2 separate regions of the Mus musculus genome follow, and region 1 is linked to region 2. The links are chromatin contacts, called in public promoter capture Hi-C maps. All regions are on one chromosome and are shown on one strand. The core of a region is the stretch at or near the end of the contact, and the rest is flanking DNA. Distances in the headings are between cores, read along the strand shown.

Region 1 (7,058 bases), core at 2,859-5,358, 270 kb after region 2:
ATCTGGACACATCCGTCCTGCCAGCGGGAAGATGAAGATGGAGAGAAAACAAAAATGAACAAGAGTTCAGGCTGACTCAAGATGGATAGGCAAATGGATCTCGTGGATTCAGTTCTCTCTGAGCTGGCTCTGTCTCCTCCTCTGGGAATTGGGGTGGTCAGGTGTAGGGGACACAGGACACCATGGCCCCTGCCCCAGAGCTGAAACATCAGAAGAATCTCACGGGGCTTTCTCTGGGGATGGGGGATTCAGTGGTTCATCAGGCGTCCATCTGCACTGAGAGTGGCTATGCCGCTGACCTGCTGCTGCACAGATCCAACACTTGTCCCAAGGCGAGAATCACACAGTCCACCTCTCACTTCGGGCCTCTACAGCCTGTACCAGGCCTTCACCCAGCACAGCAAAGTCCTCCAAGATTGCTTCTATGTTGGGCAACATCACAAGCTCCCCACCTTGAGACACCACCATGCGTCCCTTTATGCTGGAGGCCTGAAGAACCAGAGAGCAAATTTGAGTTGAAGTGTCACAAAGGCATACCATGAGCTGCAGGGTTAGGGCAGTGTCAATCGATATATGAGCTCCATACATACACTTGACCCAGAGCCACCCAGTGAACCACATGTACACAGCTGGCAGCACAAGACAGGGTCACTGGCCAGCATACCTTAAAGGGCTGGGGCTGGAAGCTGCTGGGCTTCCAGAGGACACCAATCACCTCTCCACCATGCTGGTCATAGAAGAAGAGAGCCAGATCTTCAAAGGCCTCCTAGAAAGGACAGAATGGAATCAAGATTGCCCGATGACCTCCTCCAGGGCTGCAGCTCCACAGAACACTCCCCAGGCCAGCCAGTCCTGTAAGAACTTACCCGGAGCTGTGCCAGATAGAGCTGAGGGGGGTCATAGCCCAGGACAGGCATCAGAGACGAAGGCCCTGGCTCAGCGAGCAGACCACGGCAGAAGGAAGCAACTGGAGGGTCTACAGCTTGGCGGTGCCGGGGAATGTGGCGGGGAGTCAGGTGGATCAGCACATCATACATGTCGAAGGGTGGCCGGAACACGGTCTACGGAAGCCTTTGAGTTACCCTTCCACGTACTCATTCCCAGGCATCCAGCCATCCACTATAGGCCGTATGCCCCAGGAACACGAGAACAGCAAACCCCAGGGAGAACAGCCAGGGCCAGCTTGAGTCCAGAAGGATGCCCAGGATTCCCACCAGGCTTCACTACCAGGCACCATGGCAGCTTCAAAGCCTTCTCCATATGCAGTCTCACCAAACAGAGCGAGCAACTAGGCATCGTGAGAAGGTTCCCTGAACTGCAGACTTCGGGCCCTGGGAGTTACTGAGTCAGATCCTTACCCTGATGTCCCCAGGCCCCCGGGGATCCATCAGCTGCTTCTCTAGGATAGGGAGGGCTTCAGCCGCCAGGCTCACGAGCTGCTGAAGGATCTGGAACACAGAAAAATCACACCAAGACTGACCATGCTTCTGGCTTAGGTTGGGCCTACTTTCTTCTTTGAGTAAAATAAGTAAGTAAGTAAACAAATAAATAATTTAGGGACAGGTAAGGGGTAGAACCTGGGCTGAGGGTCCATCCTGTGTCCACACAGAGCTTCTGCGGTCCTGGGGGGTAATGATGACCATGACTGGGAGTTGTGTTCGAGCTGCCAGGAAACTACTTCGAATCCCCACCTGTTCCTCAGCTGGAGATGACAGGGGAGGCTACGTCAGCCTCCCTAAAAGACCTTGGTCTTTCCACCGTGTGTGTACCCAGCAACTGCCCATCACAGGGATTTTCCAATACCCTCTCCCAAAGAACAAAGGTTATGAAAGGGACACCACATTCGAGTTAGTGGGGTGGGGTGTTTATCTCCCAGCTTCAGCCCCGAGGCAGAGTTTTCCACTGCTGGTCACCCCCAGACTAGTCCCTGGCCTGCCGAGGCCTGCCCAAGGCTCTCACACACCTGGTGGAGAATTAGGAACCTGACACCTTGCTCTCTGCTGGGACCCAAGAGCTCCTAAGGTTACAATGGGAAACCAACAATCCCACCTCCCAGGTGCAGGCACAGTCTAACTTCCTGGCTCCCCACACAAGACTCTCACCTAGAATTCAAGAAGCTTTCCTTTGCTCTCCCCTTGCTCCACAGCCCTGAGTAGTAATTTTATCATGGACCACATAGGCAAAGCTCTCTAAGCCAGACTTGATATAGCCTCTGCCTCTTCCATCTGACAATTCTCTTCCCCAAGACAGACCATTAGGCTTAGACATCTGGGATCTAGGAGGCTTCCTGGACGAACTCACAGGGTGTTCACCTGCTTACTGTGCCATCTACACAGGGAAGTTCTTCCAGTGGTCTGACCTGAGTCCTACCACTTACCAGTCAGCTCACCGTTGAGGTTGACAATGAGAGGGTTGTTCTTCCAATCAAAGGTAGATACCAAGTAAAGGAACCGAAGAAAGCCAACCTGTGGGACGCTGAGCAGATAGAAAGAGAAAGAATCTGAGGCCTGATGTCCCCAACCCCTCAGTGAGAAGCATCTGAAAACACCCTCTATCGTGTACTCGCCACCCTCCCCCAGTTAGAATAAAGACTGCATCACTTAGAGCAACTTCCCGAGCGAGGAAAGCATCCAGGTCATTACCTGGGAGGGGTGAAGGGCTCAGGGTGCAGGAAGAGTGAAGCGGCCAGCAGATCCAGGCTCTCGTCAGTGAAGCCCTCACCCAGAAGCTGGGCACGCACCCACCGCTTGGCCAGGCGAGCCACCCCCGAGTAGGCTGGGTACTGCTGCTGGAGTCTGGGGGAGGAAGCCTTGGCAGTGAGACCTGGGAACTCAGAGAGACCCACATAGGGATGGACCTACCGCCAGTCGCTCGGCCTCTGCCCAGCACTGCCCACATGGGGTACACATCTCCCATGCTCTCCTAGCAAACGCCCGGAAGTTATTACTAATGTTACTACCAGTTCACAAGGGAGGTATTATGCTGCCTGGCCTCCAGAGAATCTGGTAGCCAGGTAAGCAGAATGGGGGCAGGAGGCCTACATCCAAGAAGAGCTCACGAATGTAACCTTACCCATGCAGGGCACTGGTGAGCAGAGGCAACAGCTTGGTGTCTCTCTCAAGGCGGAGGGAGGCAGGTGTGTCTCTCAGGGAGACCATGCCCTCGGGGCTCCGCACCTCTTTCAGGATCTGTGGCTCCCGCTGATAGGCCACTCGAATCCTAAACACGAACCCATCCTGTGGAGAGATGTGGCAAAGGAAATGAATGTCAAGAGCACTTGGGGGTGCGCTGCCACCTGGATCCCTGGCCCCGCAGACCACGACCGACAGTTATCTTCCTGTAGCCCCTGATGTCCCTGGAGCCTGTTCTGTGGTGATCTCTCACCCTGTAGCAGCCTAACCTTGAGGACATCCGTGTGTGTGGCAGTGGCGCAGCACTGTAGTCTATGCTCCTGGGTCAGCACCTCCGCCAGGCGCAGCTGGAAGGCGGCTCGGACCCGCTGCACCGCTTCTGCATCCTGAGGCCACTGCCCGCTGCCCTCCAGGTGACAAACCACTGAAGAACAGAAGGGGTGAGAGATCTGATTCCGCAGCCTGCTGCCTTCCCCACTCTCTCCCAAGGACCCTCTTACCAGTCATAGGCTCCACATAGGCTGGGCAGGGCTTATCCGGCCGGGGCAACAGTGAGGCCAGCTCTTGGAGGCGGTTATAGAAGGAGTAGGCAGGACGGACTGGAGCTGGAGGGAAAACCTGTGGAAGACAGGACAGTGACTTTGAGAGGGAGGGACAGCCCAGAGATGGGAGGATGGGGCAGGTGTGAGTGGGGGCACTAACCATAAAGGACTCCCTGCCCCCCTGCACCTTACCTCTGTGTAGCGCAGCACTGGGTGAGCCCCCTGAACGGCAGACACAGTAAGTGGGAGACCCTCCAGCCCCCAGAGCAGGCGGCTGAGGTCATCATAGCAACGCACAGCCAACGCCAAGGCCTCCTCACCCGTGCTGGAGATCTGATGAAGAGAAGACACTCAGGAGGAAGTCTGGGTCTTAAGAAACCCCAGCACCACCTTGGATGCTGCCATGATTCAGGCTATGGCAGGACCGGGGCGCCCCCTGCTGGACACTAGGAGATGCAACCTGGCTAGGGTAGAAAGGGTTCTCCATCCAGTCTTGCCATAGCACTAACTACCCCGCAATCACTGGCTTAGACCCCAGGCTCTTACCTCTTTGGGGTTTTGGATCAATGCATCAAGGAAGCCACCCACATACTGGATACAGGTGTCTGGGATGTCAGCATGGCTGAAGAACACAGATACAATGAGGGTGTCAGGGGCTATGCCTACCGAAAATGGCTGCCCTGACCACAGCAGCCTCCTGGTGTGAAGACGCTGATACTCACAGTGCTAAGAGGTGGGTGACCACCTGATGAGGAATAAGACGCTTCTCAAACAAAGATTCTGCCTCCCAGACCACAGCTTCCCGGATGGCTCCGTCCTGGAAACGCCTGAGCTCTGAGCGGGTCCCCCAGAACTGACGGAAATCAGCAGCCTGGAGAGAAGCAAAGGATGGGAAGAGAGGCCAAGAAAGAATGAGCTGGGGCGTAGCTCAGTGATAGAGGGATGGACTAATAACGTGCCCAAAGCCCTGAGCTCAATCCCAAGCACTGCAGACAGGCCTCAACTTAGGTATCGTGAGGAAGCTCCACCCACTCCTCCCCACGGGCAGGCTGGGGTTTCACACCTCAGGCTTGTCAGCCTCTGGGCCAAGATCAATAACACTGGTCAGTCCCTCGGGCCGGAAGAGAAATCCCAGGGTCAGGGTCCCAGCGTCCTTGTGCTTCGGGGGATCTTGGTTGATACTCCACTGTAGGATGTAAACAGGTTGATGTCAACCCAAAGGCCCCAAGCCTGCTGGAGGCTAACCAGCTGGGCAGCACGCTGTGGGTCCCTTTGGACCCTATATCCAGCCAACTTCCCAGTCTACAGGGTCTCACCTCTGGGACTGGGGGCCGAGAGTGAGCCAGCAGATGCAGCCGGCACCCCAGACCCTGCACCAAAATGTTGGTTAGTGGGCCCAGAGCGGCTGAAACGTAGTCCCCTCCGTTATCCTGCAGCTCTGGCCAAAGCTTTAGCTGGTGACAGGATGCCTGCAGGCGACTCAGTGGATGGAGACTGGAGGGTACAGGGCAAAGGGGACCAATGAGAACCCACTAGGTCCGTGACTCCTCCTCCCTTGTGACCCTACACCACCCCAAACTCACTGGACAACGTGGTCAAAAGCCTGGATCATGGGTTTGGGAGTCATCAACAGCAGCTGAAATCCATCGTCAGCTTTGCTGTCCAGCAACGCCATAGACAGTTCTGCCTCGTACTGCACCTGGGCACAGGATGAGGAGGAAACACAGCTGTAACCCTCGCTGGCTGAAAGGCTCGCAGCCCGGGTCTACTTCTGCCGTTCTGGCACAGGCACGGCAGCCTGAGCGGAGACGTATGGAGGATCCGGGAGTAGGAGGACCTGTTGGTACCTGGTTGTAAGTGGAAGCTGTAACATCGGCACAGAGGTTGAGGCGGCCTGATGGGTCCACAAACACAACCGCGAAAAGCTGGTGGAATTCAGCCAGGGTGGGCTGGAGGGGCAGAGAGAAGCCAATCAGGGTTGAGGTCTACCTGCAGGCCCATTAGCACATACCTGCCCACGTTACTTAACTCACCAAGGAGGGATCTGAGCTGAGAGAGAAACTGATTCCATTGATTGTCAGATCGGTAGTGGCTGGAGTGAACCAGAGAAAGGTAGGTATTGTATTAGAAGGTCCTTTTGGGACCTGGCCACAGCGATACCCTCCCTGCCTCCCTCAGCCTGGGTGGCTACAACTGCCTGCCTCAGACTCAGTTTTCTCCTCTGTCTGGTGACAAGAAACTAACGGAGCTCTGGTGGAATAAGAGAACCCCCGGGGACAAGCGGAACCCCTGGCCTGTCCACTCTAGTTACCTTACCCAGAAACTGCAGGACACTTCTCAGGACCTGGTAGCCGCTCATGGTGGTATGGATCTTTCGTTTAGATACCAGGAAGGCAACCAGCATGGAGATGATGAATCCGTTAAATCCACCCAGGCCCTGAAAGAGAAGCATGACTGGACTGAGCTCAGGAGCAACCCTTCCCACAAAGAGGCGAGGAAACCAGGCCACCCACAACTCACCTTGTCCAGTTCCCGCTGCCTCAGCCAAACCTTCAGAAGTGCCACGCCATCCTTCAGGCCCTGGGCAGAGCCCAGCACACTTGCCAGCAAGTGCATGTGGGTCTCCAGAGCTACATCCTGCAGGATCCAGGTGTTATAGTGGGGGGTAGGCGGCTCTACGCAAACAAATGGAGACTATTAGAAGAGAAGGCTCCACCAAACCCCTGCCCACCAACACATTTCAGCACCAGTGCCTGCTCACCGTAATCCGGACAGCTCTGCCCTCGGTACCAGGCAGAGCGCACATTGTTCTTAGTTGGCAGCAAGCGGCAGGGACGGAAGAAGTCCAAGGGAGGGCAGGGAAGCAGGCGCACAGTAACTAGGCGCTCATCCTTCCCTGGGTAGAGACATGGAGTAGTGAGATTCTACAACTCCTAAAATCTGAGTGGGTCCCCTTAGCACCCCCTCATACTTGGGCACCCATGACTTCTGACCTCCTGGCCTCGAGGCTTCCAGACTTGAAGACCTCATGGCCCCCTCCAGATTTACCATCCCATACTGTGCACTAAGCCCAGAGAGTGACTCCCACCATGTGGCCGCAGCAGCAGCGAGGGCTTCAGGTGGCATCCACTCATGTAAGAGAAGCGTACGCTGCTGAAGAGGGGATCCTGGGCCAGGTGGTAAGCTAAGTGGGCCAGGTAAAGGGCTCGCTTGCGGAAGTAACGCTGGTTCAGCCCGTCTTTGTCCTGTAAGATTTCCTGGAGGAATCAGGGAAGAGAGAAGGTCAGACACATAAGTGTTCATGGAACTGGGGACTAGGTCAAAGCTAGGCTTAAGTCCCAGGAAGAACACACCCAATATTCAGACAAAGGGCACAAAGTCCCAA
Region 2 (6,534 bases), core at 2,796-5,295:
TCAGCAGGTAAAAGGTGCTTGCCACCAAGCCTGACAGTGTGAGTCCTGTCCCTGAAACCTCTGAGCTCCACATTCACACCATGGCATATGGGTCTACACACCATGGCATATGGGTCTACACACCATGGCATATGGATCTACACACCATGGCATATGGGTCTACACACCATGGCATATGGATCTACACACCATGGCATATGGGTCTACACACCATGGCATATGAGTCTACACACCATGGCATATGGGTCTACACACCATGGCATATGGGTCTACACACCGTGGCATATGGGTCTACACACCGTGGCATGTGGGTCTACACACCGTGGCATGTGGGTCTACACACCGTGGCATGTGGGTCTACACACCGTGGCATGTGGGTCTACACACCGTGGCATATGGGTCTACACACCATGGCATATGGGTCTACACACCATGGCATGTGGGTCTACACACCATGGCATATGGGTCTACACACACACACACACACACACATCTTCCCTTTGAACAAATGAAGGGTATCTCCTTAAAGCACAGTTGGTCAAAAGGGGCCTCTGAGGTTTAAGTTGTCCAGTGTCCACTGCCCCCTTGAAAGATCTGTACCATCTGTCCCAGACCCCCGGCTGAATCAGCCAGTCCTGCTTCCCCAAATCAATCCAGCCTGACGTGCTGTCCCCCTTTCCACTAACACCACACCCAAAATGCCTGTGCCACAGCCAGTCAAATTTTGTCAAGCTGTGCCAAATATGAGCAGATAAAACCTTCTGGAAAAAGATAAACATTCCGGGAAAGAACCACAAGGCCATGCCTCCTCTCAGCCCGGGCAAACATTCAGAGGGCCAGAAAGGCCGGCTCACTGCTACAGCCAGTAGAGTACACAGTGACAGTTACCTGGAGGCCTGTCACAGGGCTAAAGAAAATGCCTGAAGTAACTAGAGTTCTCTGGGCAAATAGAAGACTTATCAGGCACGGCCAGCTAACCCCTGTAGCCCACAGTGGAGTAAGGAAGGATGGGACAGACAGACAGACAGAGGCTCACACTAGCCCTACAGATGAGAGGAGTGCCCACCATCACTAGGACTGCAAACAATACAGTTTGCCCCGGTTACACATATATTGCCTAAGCACAATTCCAACCTCAGTCTATCTAAAGTCCATTCAAATATTCTGACAAACCCAAAAGCAGATCTAACAGCAACCTATCAGCAGCCGGGTCTGGTCCCTTACCACCTCAAAGTCACCAGCTATCAACTGAAAAAGATCCAAGCATCTGGCTTAGACTGCTGGACACCAGAAAGCAGAGGAAAGTTGGGGAAAGGAACTGTGAGTAGTAAAAAGGCCACCGTGCTAACCCCCTAGGGGTGCTTTCTCCCACCAACCTCAAAACCACGGTCAAGGGCTTTGGCTGACACCTGCCCAGTGGAACAGATGGGCTTGACACTACACACACACACACACACACACACACACACACACACACACACAGAGTCCCAAATACACTTAAAAGTTTTCTTAAGATTCCTTCTGACCAAGAACCGCCCCCCAAAAGCTGCACCTAAGCATTCAAATCTAAGGGCTCAAATTAATAAAAACAAAACAAAACCTAACCTCCTACCCTTGTTTCTGCGATTGTGGTCTCAGCAGAAACCTAGACATCAGTCCCATGCAAGTCACATGAAGGTAGCCAGGCCAGAAGAGGCCTAGGCCTCTGGACTCCACAGTCTAAAGTGATCTCTCTCAGTAAGGTCCTTTTGAGCTGTCTATTTCAGGATGAATTGAGCAACCCACATTACCAAACCAAACTGAACAGAACTATAGTTACCACAGTCCCTCATATTTCAGCAGGAAGAACCTATACTCTGAACAACTATAAACCTGGTTTTCTCTTTGAGATAGGATCTGATGTTTGCTCAGTTTTATAATCAAGGCTTTGGGCAGGCCAGACAAGCCTTCCACCATCTGAGCTATGTCCATGGCTCTGGGGTACTTAACTAATTAATTTGTCTTTTTTCTGCATGATGCTCAGGCAACAACCAAAAATAAAAGCAAAAGGCCCAGACATTCTGTGGTCTGAGGACTCGGTCACTTCCTCCTCTTCTATGTTGTTCAGCGAGCCATCTCCGTGGAAGTCTAAGAAATCGCCACTTCACATCCTCAAACTGTATTGTTGATTACTTGCTGAGTGCCTGCCTACTCTATATACAATCTCAATTAGTCCTAAAAATAGCCCTGTGAGGTAAGCACAGACAAGTCCACTTTATACAACAGGAAGAAACACTATAACATGCTTGAAGTCAGACTAATGTTCTACTTCACTTTCCATAGAACTATTCCTGTTTCCCAAATTAACAACCAAGTCCAAAGTAATTCGATTACTCATGTTTGGCCAATTCCAAGAGGTTCCTCCCAAACTTGATGTGAAAACATTGAAGTAATTATTGGAGACATTGAGCAACAGGCTATAGGAAGGCCTGCTCTGCCAAGGCTTTCCCAGAATGAGACAGAGCTATTAGCACGCTGCCTGCCTGTCTGTCTGTGGGGAGATGGGATTCACTCTGCGAAACATTCTCTAAAACCTGGCACTACCTGTGATCTCCAGTCAAAGTTCTACCCTGGCCAGTCGCCTAGTACTGGGAACACAAACTCATATACTTGCCCCCCTGCCTGGTATCAGCTGGGCAAGTATTTCCAGGAAAGTGCAGCCCCATTGACCGGGTTAATTTTAGCCCTCCAGTCAGTCCCCTGAGTACACAGGCCCTCTGCCCCTGGAGAGGGCCCTGCTCAGTTTGGTTAAGAGGAAGCATCAGGAGGAGGAACTTGGGGTGGGAGACAGAAGGCCCCTTGGTTCAGCACCTACAAACAGGAGGAAATCCCACAATTGTAGCAACTTTCTAAGAGTTCATCCTCATTCTTTAAACTCTTAGTTACAATGTTTCATTTACTTCTTCAAAACAACTCCAAAATACGTGTGGTTTATTATCTCCATTTACCAGAAAGAAACCTTAAAGAGAAAGTTAAGTGGCTTGTTCTAAGGCGGAGTGGAGGGTGGTGGGGAGGGGAGGTGGTTTTCTCACTGTCGGTCTTGTCCTCAGAAGGTTGAAGGTTGCCGGTGTTGCTACTATAGGTAGGGAAGGTTGCAGAGCAGCCTTTTCAGTCTACTCTAAACTGACCCCAACTTCAAACTTCCTGAGTCCTGGGCCAGAACAAGGGTGTCTCCAGGGCCTTGTCTGGTGCTGGGGTAAGAGCCTGGGGGTTTCCCAACAGGGCCCCTGCCTCTTGAGACACCAGCCAACCTCTCTTTGGGTCATCCCAAAGAGGATTAAGCCCTTCTTGGGGATTATGCACTCTGATCAAAACCTGGTGGCTGGCAGTCCTGAAAGAGATCTTAGGATAATATCCCTGGAACCCTACTGAGGAAATCCGAGGAGTCCACGTCCTCAGATCCTGGGTCTTACCGAGCAGCGGGGACTCCTCAGGGCAAGCTGGCAGCGACAACAGTCCAGTGGTGGTGGGCACTGGCAACGAAGACAAGTTGCTCTTCAAGCCGGGGCCAGAAGCTGCACCAGGGCTGGAGTCGAGACCCGGGCGAGGCTTCGGGGAGACGCCTAAAGGAGGCGGCGGCCGCGCACCCCGCGGCCGCTGCTCTCCTGGGGGCTGCTTGCTGGCTGCGGCGCCGTTCGTGCCGCCCTGCAGTGTAGAGGAGACTCCGACCAACTGGGGCAGGCGGCTCAGATCGCGGCCAGAGAGGTAATAGACGAGGGTGACGCCGAGGTGCAGCGCGCAGACGGCCACGAGCAGGCGGCAGGCCCGCTGCAGGGTCGCGCCCGGCATCGCGGCGCTGCCGCCCAGGAACTGCTCACGAAACCTCATCTTCCCGCCGCGGCTTTAAGAGGGGGTGGGCTACGGCTGAGAGGACGGCCCGCCCGCAGGCCGCCCGCCAGGCGCTACCCGACCACAGCGATCGAAGGAGGGGCCGGGGGGAGGGGGCTAGGACCTAGCGCAGCACCGGCCGCCTGCGGCGGAAAGCCGACACCCCTGGCCGCGGGACTTTGGAGAGATCAGCGGGAACCACAAGCGCGGATGAGCAGGGGGCGTGGTCTCGACCTAGGGCGGGGCCTCAACCGGGTTTCGGAAGGCTGTTCGCGGAACCTGGGGGGGCGGAGTCTAAGGGGTGGGGCCGCAAAGCGGGTCTTTTTCGAGAGGGGCGGGGCATGAGGGACAAGGCTCGGAGAGGGGACTGAGGGGCGGAACCTTCAGCCGGGTTTTTCTGGCAGCTAAGGGAGGGCGGAGCTTGGGGGGCAGGCACTAAGGGGCGGGCCCTCGGGAGGTTGGGTTGCAGGGCGTCGCGACACTTGGGGACTAAACGTGGCGCTCCGCCAGCCCCACCGCAGCCTTGGGTTGAGCGGGCATCCCATACCCAGCGGCGCTCAGCTTTTCTTCCTAGCGTTCACCGTGGAGCTTAAGTCTCTCTAAACCAGCTTCTTGTTCAACGAGCTGCTCACCACTTCCTGACGTACCCAGTGACTCGGGTATGGGCCTGGGACAGCAGCTAGTGAGGACAAGAGGACAGGCGGTAGCCTTGGGATAGTGAGAAAATGGAGTGGAGAAAGGTCGTCTAGGAAACCGGCTTCGACGTCCCGCGAGGCCAGCGGACGGATTCTCTGGGGCGTTCCAAAGATCCACTTACCCTAGCTGGGTCCGCCTGCCTGTGAGGGGGCTAAAGTGGAGGAGCTGCTTATTGAGTCCTGCTAGGGAAGTGACCATCTTGCTCTACTCTTACTCCCACATAAGTGTTTGCAGGATTGGGAAACCTCAGGAACCTGCCCAACTTGGTTCTAGGTGCAACATGGCCTCTAGTGCATGCCACATGGAGATGACACATGCTTGTTGGGATGAGACTGGCAGAAAACTGCATTAATTCCTAAGCCTGCGTACAGAACAGCCCGTTGTACACAGCGCTGGAACACAGTCCCCATTTAACAGAATACTGGAATCTAGGCGCGGTCGTGAACACCTGTAATCCCAGACTCTGGTTGCGGAGACAGGAAGAGCCAGAGTTTGGAGCCAGCCCAGACTATGTAGTAAACAAAGATTTCAGTGCCTTGGAGTGAATAAGAATGAATGGCCTGTAAAATCTCACAGCTGATAAGCTGTGGAACTCAGGGCTCCTAAAAACTTTGTCACTGCGCGTTCCTTTACCTAACCTTGTTGATCTGAAAGTGGAAGCTGGAAGATTTAAGCACTTGAAGTCTTGACCCCGAGGCCTCAGACCCATTTATCCTTGAATGTGATGAGAACCTTAAGATGGGGAATGCTAATTCTAGCTACTCCTATGTTTGGAGAGTTTGTTGTTAACCAATATATGCCATGTAATAGGGGTTGTTAACTGTCTCCGATTCATCGATGAGAAAGCAGGCTGAGTGACATTTGGTTGCAATCATAGAAAGTATTTAAAAAAAAAAAAACCACTTGGGAGGCAGGTGCATTTCTGAGTTCGAGGCCAGCCTGTTCTACAGAGTGAGTTCCAGGACAGCCAGGGCTACACAGAAAAAAAACCTGTCTCGAAAAACAAAAGCAAAAACAAACCAAAAAAAAAAAAAAAAAAAGAAAGAAAGAAAAGAAAGTATACTGCTCATCAGGTGACTTCCTGACCGACCCTCTCTGGCCCCTCGCCTCCCTTGGTGAGGTCCTGAGGCTGTGGTCCCTGCGGCTCTTTTATGTCTATGTTCCTTAGGTGTGGTTCTATTATCTATAAGCTGATAACACAAAACTTTGTGGATCCAACCCACATCTCTTCCCTAACCCTCCACCTTCCAGTATCATCTCAGCCAAATGAGTCCCGCACACAGTAATCTAACCCCTCCATCCCACTCCCGTCCTCATCCCCCTCAGAAAGAGGCGTTATTGTTCTTCCAGTTCCCCAACACCAAAACCTGTTCTGGAAAAGACCCATTTGGACTACCCCATAACTCCTGAAAAATCTGCACAACCTACTTGTGGTTTGGTTTGGTTTGGTTTGGTTTGGTTTGGTTTGGTCTGAGATTAGGGTCTCTCTGCATAGCCCAGGGTGGTCTTAAACTTGGCATCTTCCTGCCTCAACCTCACAAATCTGACACTATAAGTAGGCCTCCATTATCATGACCAGGAATATCTGTGAGCATCCCTCTGCCTGCCTGCCTCTTTCTTTCTTTCTTTCTTTCTTTCTTTCTTTCTTTCTTTCTTTCTTTCTTCCTTCCTTCCTTCCTTCCTTCCTTCCTTTCTTTCTTTCTTTCTTTCTTTCTTCCTTCCTCTTCCTCTTCCTCCTCCTCCTCCTTCTTCTTTTCTTTCTTTTCAACAGGAGCTCACCCTAATAGCCTAGGTTAGCCTAACTGGCCTTGAACTCTCAACCTTCTACCTCAGCCTCCCAAGGGCATGGATTGTAGGTATGAGTCGCCACACCTAGATCCCAGAAATGGTTATCTCAGTATATGAAAAGAAAAAGGAAACCTTTATTGCTAAGTCATTGTAGAGGACAAAGTCAAGAATTATCTTCTGAGA

What was found. Promoter capture Hi-C pulls out the DNA fragments that hold promoters and counts their contacts.
Region 1: a promoter capture Hi-C map of neural stem cells shows a contact between it and region 2. The contact joins the enhancer-like site here to the promoter of B4galt1 in region 2. A contact is called at or near these places in 5 of 39 promoter capture datasets (cranial neural crest, erythroid cells, fetal liver and 2 more), 2 of 484 Hi-C or Micro-C datasets (embryonic fibroblasts and hematopoietic stem and progenitor cells) and 4 of 115 datasets of contacts at active chromatin or transcription factors (the SCID.adh cell line, bone marrow-derived macrophages, embryonic stem cells and 1 more).

The regions. Positions count from the first base shown.
Region 1 is chr4:41,115,018-41,122,075 of GRCm38.p6, forward strand. It overlaps Nol6 (nucleolar protein family 6 (RNA-associated)), which reads right to left. Exons shown (of 26, transcript NM_139236.3): 5 at 6,762-6,930; 6 at 6,435-6,569; 7 at 6,194-6,348; 8 at 5,990-6,110; 9 at 5,707-5,765; 10 at 5,521-5,622; 11 at 5,257-5,372; 12 at 4,990-5,167; 13 at 4,737-4,859; 14 at 4,396-4,544; 15 at 4,220-4,295; 16 at 3,866-4,006; 17 at 3,632-3,749; 18 at 3,401-3,555; 8 more. The coding sequence ends at 340. Among named protein-coding and RNA genes, the nearest start is that of Nol6, 5.8 kb to the right of the region's middle. Within about 2 kb of position 4,109, at least 15 of the 459 cell types and tissues checked have an H3K27ac peak or open chromatin away from gene starts, as enhancers often do. A contact at or near this core is called in neural stem cells, where this site is marked.
Region 2 is chr4:40,849,939-40,856,472 of GRCm38.p6, forward strand. It overlaps B4galt1 (UDP-Gal:betaGlcNAc beta 1,4- galactosyltransferase, polypeptide 1), which reads right to left and starts at 4,046. Exons shown (of 6, transcript NM_022305.5): 1 at 3,453-4,046. The coding sequence starts at 3,867. Mir5123 (microRNA 5123) reads right to left here and starts at 200; the gene lies at 118-200.